3 separate regions of the Mus musculus genome follow, and regions 1 and 3 are each linked to region 2. Evidence: chromatin contacts called from public Hi-C data. All regions are on one chromosome and are shown on one strand. Each heading gives the region's core, a stretch centred on a gene start, on an enhancer-like site or on the middle of the called end of the contact. The rest is flanking DNA. Distances are from core to core; before and after follow the strand shown.

The links. A called contact is a pair of places that touch in the nucleus more often than the background predicts.
Region 1: a contact with region 2 is called in a Hi-C map of bone marrow-derived macrophages, with 13 read pairs. The contact joins two enhancer-like sites. A contact is called at or near these places in 1 of 484 Hi-C or Micro-C datasets (bone marrow-derived macrophages) and 1 of 115 datasets of contacts at active chromatin or transcription factors (acute myeloid leukemia).
Region 3: a Hi-C map of bone marrow-derived macrophages shows a contact between it and region 2, with 17 read pairs. The contact joins two enhancer-like sites. A contact is called at or near these places in 1 of 15 datasets of contacts at CTCF or cohesin (the NIH/3T3 cell line), 1 of 484 Hi-C or Micro-C datasets (bone marrow-derived macrophages) and 2 of 115 datasets of contacts at active chromatin or transcription factors (acute myeloid leukemia and forebrain).

The regions. Positions count from the first base shown.
Region 1 is chr8:128,434,214-128,437,191 of GRCm38.p6, reverse strand. Nrp1 (neuropilin 1) reads right to left here. Exons shown (of 17, transcript NM_008737.2): 6 at 2,817-2,978. Among named protein-coding and RNA genes, the nearest start is that of Gm32643, 57 kb to the left of the region's middle. Within about 2 kb of position 1,266, at least 8 of the 459 cell types and tissues checked have an H3K27ac peak or open chromatin away from gene starts, as enhancers often do. A contact at or near this core is called in bone marrow-derived macrophages, where this site is marked.
Region 2 is chr8:127,778,845-127,782,119 of GRCm38.p6, reverse strand. No RefSeq gene overlaps it. Among named protein-coding and RNA genes, the nearest start is that of Gm32590, 25 kb to the left of the region's middle. Within about 2 kb of position 1,804, at least 9 of the 459 cell types and tissues checked have an H3K27ac peak or open chromatin away from gene starts, as enhancers often do. A contact at or near this core is called in bone marrow-derived macrophages, where this site is marked.
Region 3 is chr8:128,334,360-128,337,494 of GRCm38.p6, reverse strand. The region is part of intron 1 of A930035F09Rik (a long non-coding RNA gene); the gene reads left to right. Among named protein-coding and RNA genes, the nearest start is that of A930035F09Rik, 22 kb to the left of the region's middle. Within about 2 kb of position 1,289, at least 14 of the 459 cell types and tissues checked have an H3K27ac peak or open chromatin away from gene starts, as enhancers often do. A contact at or near this core is called in bone marrow-derived macrophages, where this site is marked.

The DNA.
Region 1 (2,978 bases), core at 17-2,516, 660 kb before region 2:
AAGCTGGAAGCACATGAAATTATTCATAATTAGGTGAGGGGTGGATGATAACTGCTCCTGCTGTGAACACAGACATAAGTGTGTAAATGAGCTGTGAGGGCCAAGGGAAAAGGAAGACCATTTTACCTCAATGTGAGGGAGAAGCTCAGCTTTCATGATGGTCACCTTTCATAGCCACTGAGGGGCAAAGTCTCTACACATAGCCAACAGGAGCATCTTCACTGAGAGAGGAGAGGAGGACAGAGTCTGGTGCTCATGAGAGTGACCGGGTATGTGAAACAGAATGAATGACAAAGTCACCACACTTGGTGACGTTAAGAAGCAGGTCACTCTGGAAGCTCTGCATGCTTTGCTCCCAAGTTCAGGGTCCCACCTTGACTACTTGCTGATTTTCCTCAGCCTCAGTGTCTCTGCTTTTAGAATGAAGGAGTTTCAGTTCTTTCCAGGATTATGGGATTGGATCAAATCTGTGCTGTGTTGGAATTGGGGATGAAGCTAATTGAAAGGGTGGAAGCCTTGAGTTTCCATCTCCAGCACCACATAAAGCCAGGTGTTTTGATCCATATCTGTAATTCCAGCACTCGGGATGGGGCAGCAAGCGGTTCAGAAATTCAAGGGCATTCTCAAGTATGTAGGGAGTTGAAGGGCATCTTGATCTATGTGAGAGTCTACCTCAAAAAGAATAGTGTCCAAAAGCTGTTAAGTGGCCAGGTCACTTCAGAGGCAAGCAACAATGGGAAGGAGATTATGACAGATGCCACTCTTATTAGTACATTCACTGAATATAGTATGTCCCTTTCCCTATGGAGAGGTAGGCTAAACGTGGCTGTGTGGCAAAGCTATAGCACTGAGACATGAACTGCTTTTACAGGAACTTCAACAGCTTCAGTAATTGTCCTTCCTCTTCTGCCTTTCAGATAACAGCCACCCCTTGTTCAGCCCGGTATGTAAAGGTCTGACCCCCTGCACTCAGGCAGTCCAGTGGTGGAAGAATATAAATAGAAACAATCCTGGGGAGTGTTATTTCCATGTTTCTCCTGGCTCCACTATCCCACAAGAGAAAGGTTTGGAGAGCATTCTTAAGATCCCATCCCATTGATAAGTGCTTTGGGAATGCCCATTTTGTCTCTGTATTTCTGCCAATGAAGAACTGTTTCACGCAGAAGAAGTGCGACTATGGCAGTTTCAGAACCCCTGCAGGACCACAGGGTCTCTGTTATTGAGTAATGTCTATGTTACCCAGAATAGAAGTGCATTACCATGCAGACATGCTTAGCACTGCAAAAATGCAAGCTTCCTTCAGAGCTGTGTCTGTCACTCAAAGGGAGCTGCTTTGGATTTGGAGACATGGAAAGACAAGCTACCGTGAGCAAATTAACTTCACCTCTGGCTTCATCTAGCACAGGCTTCAGCCATCCCGAGTGAGACCTCATCTTTTCCCACCCTCTCCACATGGCTCAGTGTTATCATTCAGAGGTTAGCATGAGTTCACTTTCCTGTAATGGGCTCTTTCACTTAAGTGTATGTTAAACTAATATTGATCTTTGCAAAGTAAAACAGAATACTATATTTGTGCTCAAATGACTGAAACTTCAACAGACATGAAGAGAGGATAAACCATCTCACTTTCTTCTTGCATGGAGACTCTTCTCCCTGGGAGTTAGTCACTTTTATATATCAGGCAATAAATGAAAGACAGGCTCTGCCTACTCTTCCACCAATTGATTGGCATATAAGCAAAATTTTCACATAAGACTCCATGAAACCAAGCACAGGGCCTTGGGTAGTGGTGTGATGGTTACTCATGATTGCCAGTGTGATAGGATTTAGAATCACAAAGGAAACAAAACTTTGGACATGTCTTTGAGGGATTTTATAGATTAGGTTGAGGTGAGAAGACACACCCTAAAAGTGGACCCCATGGTGTGAGGTCCTGAACTGCATAAAAAAGAGAAAGTGAGCTGAGTACCAGCATTTATATTTCTCTGTTTCCTGATACAATGTGACTAATTGCCTCTTGCTCAGCTGCCACATCTTCTCTTCCATGATGTACTTTTGCTCATGAAGCCATGAGCAAAAATAAACCCTTTCTCCCTTAAGCCACTTTTGTAGGATATTTTGTTGCAATGAGAAGACAAATAAACCATGCAGGTGGAGACATCCAGAAGTCAAGGTTGCACAAGGGTGAGTATTCAAAGTGGTACCAGGGATGGCTCCTGGGAAATGGTGAGAGTAGAAGACCTGGAGGATGAGGACCAATGGCTATGTGTGGCTGCAGTAATGAAGGATCTAGGAGCCTAGTAAAAGCAGTAGCTACAGAATCATTAATGAAGATGCACATATGTGGATTCTATACTTGTCCATAAATACAAGTTATCAGGTGCCCTCAATAAGCTATACAGAATCATGTGTATTCTGCATGTTCTACTCCAATCAAACAGACAAACAAACAAACAAAAACCCCTATACTTGTACACAAAGATCTCAAACACACACTATAGACAGAATTTCTGCATTTCATCAGTGGAATAGAAAGGTGTCAACCTAGGACATGAATGTGTAGTTGGTAGGGGAAGTAGGGTATCTATTCAAACTCTGGAAAGAGCAGTAAACAGGACTTGAGAAGAAAAGAATGTTTTCTGGGGGTCACCTGAGTCACCTCTGTATGTGAGTGTAATCATTTTGCATCGGCTGAATTCTGTTCAGGGCTCTTTCCCCTCCTCACATGTGGGTGTTTGACATAGCACCCATTTCTATTTGACAGCCTTTTCAGGTGCCTCATATGTCTCAACTGTGCCCAGCCTTGTGCCACCTACCTGGATCCACTCCTTGTAGGAGTCTTCTCCTGGAGTCCACCCATTTTCAGGGTAGTTCAGGCGGGAGCGCTCTACAGACCAGTTGGTACCATACTGTGAAGATGCAGTGATCTGATCAGAATGGATCTCTCCAGATTCCATGCCCAGAGCCTCCATACACTT
Region 2 (3,275 bases), core at 555-3,054:
CCTATCATGTTTTCTAGCCCAAGTTTTCCCTTTAAAAGTGGTTCCTCACTTTTAAAATATCATGTCCTGGCACATATTTTAGTAATTACGCTAATTAAGAAAGGTTCAAACAAAATGTTCAAGCATAATGCACTCATAAAGTTCTTGCTTCTGTATTTAAAAGCATAGGTGATTTGTTAATCAGATGATGATTGTCAAGATGCTCTCCAAAAGGAACAGCACAACCTCCAGGTGTAGAGCTATTGAGTGGTTTTACTATAGTGATGTTTTACTATCAAGGGTGAAGATTCATCATGAAGGGAGTCTCCAGCAGAAAAGCCCAGTAATGCCAGAAAACAAAGTGCAGTACTTCTGCAATAGAAGTGGGGCCACCAAGGGCAAGAGGATCAGAGACATCAAAAGCACAGTGACCAAGAGTCACTAGATCTCGGGACCCCTCTTAGAACATTTAAATCCTCTTCTCTCAGGTATTGAGAATGGAAATCTGTATTTCTCTTCACTTTTGAGAGAGCATCTCATATATGCTATGCTGGCCTGGAACTATTGATGTAGCCAAAGATGAGGTGAACTTCTGGCCTTCCTGCCTCTACCTCCAGACTGTAGGGATTATAAGGGTACCGCACTCAGTTTCTATGGTTCTGAGGATGAAATTTAGGTCTACTCCACATGCTGATCAAACATTCTAAGCTACATCTCCAGCTCAAATCTGCATTTTAGATGTGATTTCTAAAGAGTTCTTAAAATATCAAAAATTAAGTGATATCACCCAAGGACCCACAAGAAGGATGACTTAAAAAACACTCATGCACGTGGTTAGCACTGGGAATTTCCAGCAGATTGGCCCAGGGGAAGAGAGCTGTCAGGCAAAAATGAATGGTTTGGGTGTAAATGTAGAGCACAGATGATGGTGACCACAGCTGCCAGGGCCAACTTCCTTCTGTTCAGTTCCTGGATCCCTTCCTTACTGGCTGTCTGGCCTTGGGCCAGTCAAATTCAACTTCCTGGAGATGGATTCTTCATAATCACTACATTGTAAGGTGAGGGTATCAGTCAGCTGAAGTTTATTGGGATTATTCTGTGAGTCATAGAAGATCTTTAACCTCAGAAACTTAGTTTTCCCCTTAGCTAAAGCACAACTGCTCCTCCTTTTTCTCCTTTTTTTCCTCCTCCTCCTCCTCCTCCTCCTCCTCCTCCTCCTCCTCCTTTCCCTTCTCCTCACCCTTCTTCTTTCTCTTCCTCTTCTTTTACTTGTGTGTGTGTGTGTGGAGGGGTATGCACATGTGAAGTACCATGAGTATGGAGGTCAGGAAGTCAATTTGTGGAAGTCACTTCTCTGCTTCCTCCATGTAAGTCTCAGTGACTCAATTCAGATCATGTTTGTCAGCTTGGTAGGTTTACCCACGCTCATGGCTTCAATATGCTTGCCTCAGGGAGTAGCACTATTTGGAGGTGTGACATTGTTGGAGTACGTCTGTCTCTGTGAGCGTGGGCTTTAAGACCCTCATCCTAGCTGCCTGGAAGTCAGTCTTCCACTAGCAGCCTTTGGATGAAGATGTAAAACTCTCAGCTCTGCCTGTGCCATGCCTGCCTGGATATTGCCATGCTCCTGCCTTGATGATAATGGACTGAACCTCTGAACCTGTAAGCCAGCCCCAATTAAATGCTGTTTTTTATAAGACTTGCCTTGGTCATGGTGTCTATTCACAGCAGTAAAACCCTAAGACACCCGCCTAACTGTCTTGGCTCTTGAGTTTCATTATGACATCATTCTTCTGTTCTCAATGACCCTCTTCCTCTTCCCAACTTTCAACTTCAGCTTCCATGCCTTTGTGTGTGCATGATTCAATAAGTTTAATTGGGGTTGCTTTGTAGTGTGTGTCAAGGTTTACTTATAAGCGCATAGGCAACATATGATGGCTGCATCATTGAAGAAACTGACTCATGGGTTCTTATCAGACCTCACCACACCTCCAATTCTCTGGTCCTTTCTCTCCTTTTCATTTGCATGCACCCTGTCTTATAGCCAAGCTCAACTACATAGAAATGAGGTTGAAGGTGTGCTACATGGAAGTCATGGGGCAAAGCTCACACAACAAAGTGTGGTGGGGATTTTTGTAGTGTGTGAGAGAAATCAAAATGTTGTGAGAAAGGGGAGTGATGAAGGGGAATGGTTCTTGCACAAAAGGTTGAGGAATAATGGAGAGGAACAGTTCTATCAGAGTAAGCTGATGAACTTCCACAGTGCAGCTCAGGCTCCTGGCTCACAAGGGGATTTTAAAGGGGGAAGGTATTAAAGTAATTCTGATGCCTGCTGAGCTTTGGGGCCTCAGAGCTGCCCAGGAAACACCCTAATTAACAGAAGTGTTAAGATTTCCTGTTGGGTGTGGTTAAATCAAACCAATGCATAATAAAAGAAACCCTTGTTTTCTGGGATCATGGCCTTATTCTAAAAGACCTCATCAGTGGATACCGAGAAGCTATCCCAAAGATGAGATCCGCTCTGTTCTTGAATTAAAAATTATGGCCCATGAATTGTAAAGTATAACAATAGCTGCAATAAAATGACTGAGAAACCCAAATTCATCTAATCACGCATCCATCTGGCTCATTCAAGCACACACAGTGCACAAAAGACTATGGTTGCTGCCTGCCTTCCCTCTGCTTTCCCTGAATAGAGTGTCAGGAGATCACCATCAAACCCTGTGATAAACACTCACATTTCCACAAATGTAGATTGTGTTTTAGAGAGATCAGCTTTAAATTAGTTTATTAAAATAGGATAAAACCCAGAAGTCTAAAAGAGCAGCGTTAATATTCTGCTCAAATCATCTCTTGATTTCTGTTTCGAAGGGCACTCACTGTAAGACAGCCTGGTTTTTATTACAGTGAAGAAAGGGACTCCTTCCATTAATCAGACAGAGCCATAAAAACAGGTTTCTCTAAAAGCCGATGCCTGACAAGTCCAAGTGCAAAGTTTGATTTTGTGAGAAGGTAAAGAATCTCTTTAGAAATATTATAATCAATTCTGAAAACTTAATTTTTTTTAAAGCTCCGTGGCATTTTAGCTATTGTGATTTCAATACCAAATGTTCCTCCAAGTGATCTTATTCTGTCTCGTGGAAGAAAATGAACTATTTAGCTCCGTGCTTAATGGCTAACTCCATTCAGTGTATCCATTAGGGCCATCCCCCAGACAGCTCTGATCGATACATCTGGTTATGAACCAGAGGTCCTTGCAGCCAGCGATACTCAGTGGAGATAAAGAGCTGAGGGCC
Region 3 (3,135 bases), core at 40-2,539, 560 kb before region 2:
TGCTGAGGGTGAATGAGGATTGGCACAGCAGAGCTTCTTGCTTCTGACTTAGAGTAGAAGGAATTGTGTCAAGTGTCAACAAACCACTTGAGGCATAAGTGCTTAAGATCTGACTGGTAACAGAGGATAGATGAAAAACACCCCTGTGCATGAACAACAAGACTGTAGTGTTCATAAGAAGGACCACAAATGACAAAGAAAAGGTTAGCACTGACTCCTTGGGGTCATGGTAGCATACTCTAGAGCTTCAGGGAATTCTATCTGTGCCATTAAGTAGAATGGGCTGTGTTACAAAATGAACAGTGGTAAACTGAACAGTGCCTTTGAAATCATGTCAGAATAATTGAGCAACATTCTTTCCAGGAATATTTTTCTGCCTGAAGTAGATAAATAACAAAAAATAGAGAAAACCCAAAAACAAAACTCATCAACAAGAAGCCAGAAAAGTATTGTATCTTGCTTAATTAAGTGGCTATAGAATGGATATAGTGGGTTATGATTTTATTATTTATTTTGCCTACATATGTTTGACCTTTCTGTTCGACCTCTCATGATGATGATGTGTGTGTGTGTATGTGTGTGTGTGTGTGTGTGTGTGTGTGTGTGTGTGTGTGTGTATACGTTCACACATATAGCTGGTCTTTTCCTGGCCTCTGCTGATATTCTGCCTCTGCCTATTTAATTATACTGATACATCTTTTCTCTTTCCACACTGTGCCCTGCACTTTGATCCTATAATCCCACTTGAGGTGGCTTTCCTAAACACCTCAGATTGCTAATTGAGTCCAGCCTTGAGTCCTGGGCATTACCATCAGTCACACTCTGGTCCCTTGAATCCATTGTAATAACTGACTGAACTTCAGCTCCATATTTTCATCTCAGAGGCCCACATACAGTTCAAATCCCAGGGTCTCTGCACACCCATTGCCTCTGCTTTTCCTCTTGAGCTCTTCATTTCATTCCATTTCCCCCAGAATTACATGGGAGTTAGGGACATGGAGGCTTCTGTAGATCTTCTGGTTCTCTTGTCCTCCCCTCTCCTCCATTTTCACCACCCACCTAACATATTATCTAGTCAAAAAAAAAAAAAAGCAATTTGACTTGAGCTCTATCAGTGGTTGTTTCTTGCTATAGGGAACCACTCACACCCACCATAGGATAAATATATTCCTTAATAATCTGCATTCACATTCCTTCTGGAATTATACTGTGTTTCCCTCTTCTCTCAGGAGATCAGCATATGTACCTCCAGGCTTGCTCACATCCCACGCTCATCCTTCAGAGATTCCACACTATCTTCCCATAACTGCCAGCTGGGATCTGCCCCTCCCTGCTCTGCCTTTCTCTTTCCTTGATGTTCTGGTGACTGGCATGGTTTCGCTTCCTGTATGAGTCTGCAGATCCTTGAGCATTGAAGCCTTTTCTTATTCATCTTTGTCTCCTAGGGCCAACCAAGAGATTGTATATACGTTTGTTAAATGGCACAAAGAAATAATGGGAAAGGTTACCTGGGGGGCTTTTTCTTTCTGATCGGATCACTTTGATCATTGGAAGGATGGAAGGCCGGGAGGAGGGTGGTTTTATGACGAACATCTACTTAGTGCTGCTTATTTCTCGATGTGGTTTCTATGTTCTCTCCTTCAATCCTCACAGGGCATTTATAGGGTTACTATTATTACCCCACTTCCATATGAGCATAATGAAGTTCAGAGTCTGAGTGTCTGGCTCATCGGTAGAGTTCAGGTCCTGGAATTCAGTGAAAACTAGGACAGAGATTCAAATTAACTTGATATTACCCTCCAGCCATTGACGTAGTTAACAACTCAGCTTGAAGTGGCTTAGCTGTATGGATAAGCTATAGAAATATAATATTATTTCCTTATTCGAAATTCTCATGATCTCTGTCTGTGTGTGTATGCATGCGTTTGTGTGTGTGTGTGTGTGTGAGAGAGAGAGAGAGAGAGAGAGAGAGAGAGAGAGAGAGAGAGAGAGAGAAATCTCAATGCAGAAATAAGCATTGAGTGTCTTTCTTCCGGCACTGTCCATCTTAATTTTTGAGACTAGGACTCCCAATGGCCTGGTGTCCATCTAGTAGTCTAGGCTAGGTGGCTAGCAACCACTCAGGAGCCTGGCTGGGATTACAAGCATGCCCATTATGTTTTGCCTTTGTTGTCATCGAGTTTAACATGGGCTCTTGGAATCAAACTCAGGTCCTCATACTTGGAAGGCAAGTGTCTACTGACTAAGCTACCTCCTTTACCTGGCAGCATTGTTTTCAGAACTAATTAAATTTGATTCTCCAGGGTAGAGCTTTATGAGCCTTAAAACTGGGAATGCTACTCATTTCTTCTCTTTGCTCCCATTACTTCTACCCGAATGCTCAGAGAGCTGGACGTATATACACACACATTTCTGCCTGTACTTGCTCTTACCTACAATTCTTTGTCAAGAATTCATTTGCAATGTTAATGAGCATATGGGTCTGACATAATTACATATATGCTTTTCTTACACTTTCAGAATAATAACATTCTTGAAATGTACTCTTCTACCCACCCCTTTCTCTGGTCCTGGAAATGGAACCCAGTGCTCTCATATATGCAGAACAGCAACTTTACCACTGAGCCATCTCTAGTCCAGAATTTTAATTTGTCATGGACCATCACTGTAGACTCTAGTCTTTAGAGACTCAGAAATCTTGATCTAGAAAAATTTCTAATAAGAAACATTTACTTCAGTCAGTTAAGAGTAAAGAGAAGTGGTAGTCTTTATTGGGTCCTTTATCAGGTAAAATTTATATTGGTTTGTTGGTGATGACTGACAACCTAAGGAGTCACTAAGAGCAAACTTACTTGTCCTTCATCTAACCCAAATGCTCACTCCTCTGACTCTTCCTACTATGTGGGTGGAAAAGATTCTCCACCCACAGAAGGAATACCATATTTGTTCACATACATTTACAAAGAGTTACAATTTTTTTCATGGATTGTGAGTTAAACTTAGGCATCAGCTTTTTTTCCAGGGTTGGGGGTCAGGAGGAGGTGGTATGGAGGTGGGGAAGCCATAGAAATAATGTATAATGTTCAGAGAAATAACATTAACAGGATGCCTATTGTTTGAACACTACATAGGTTT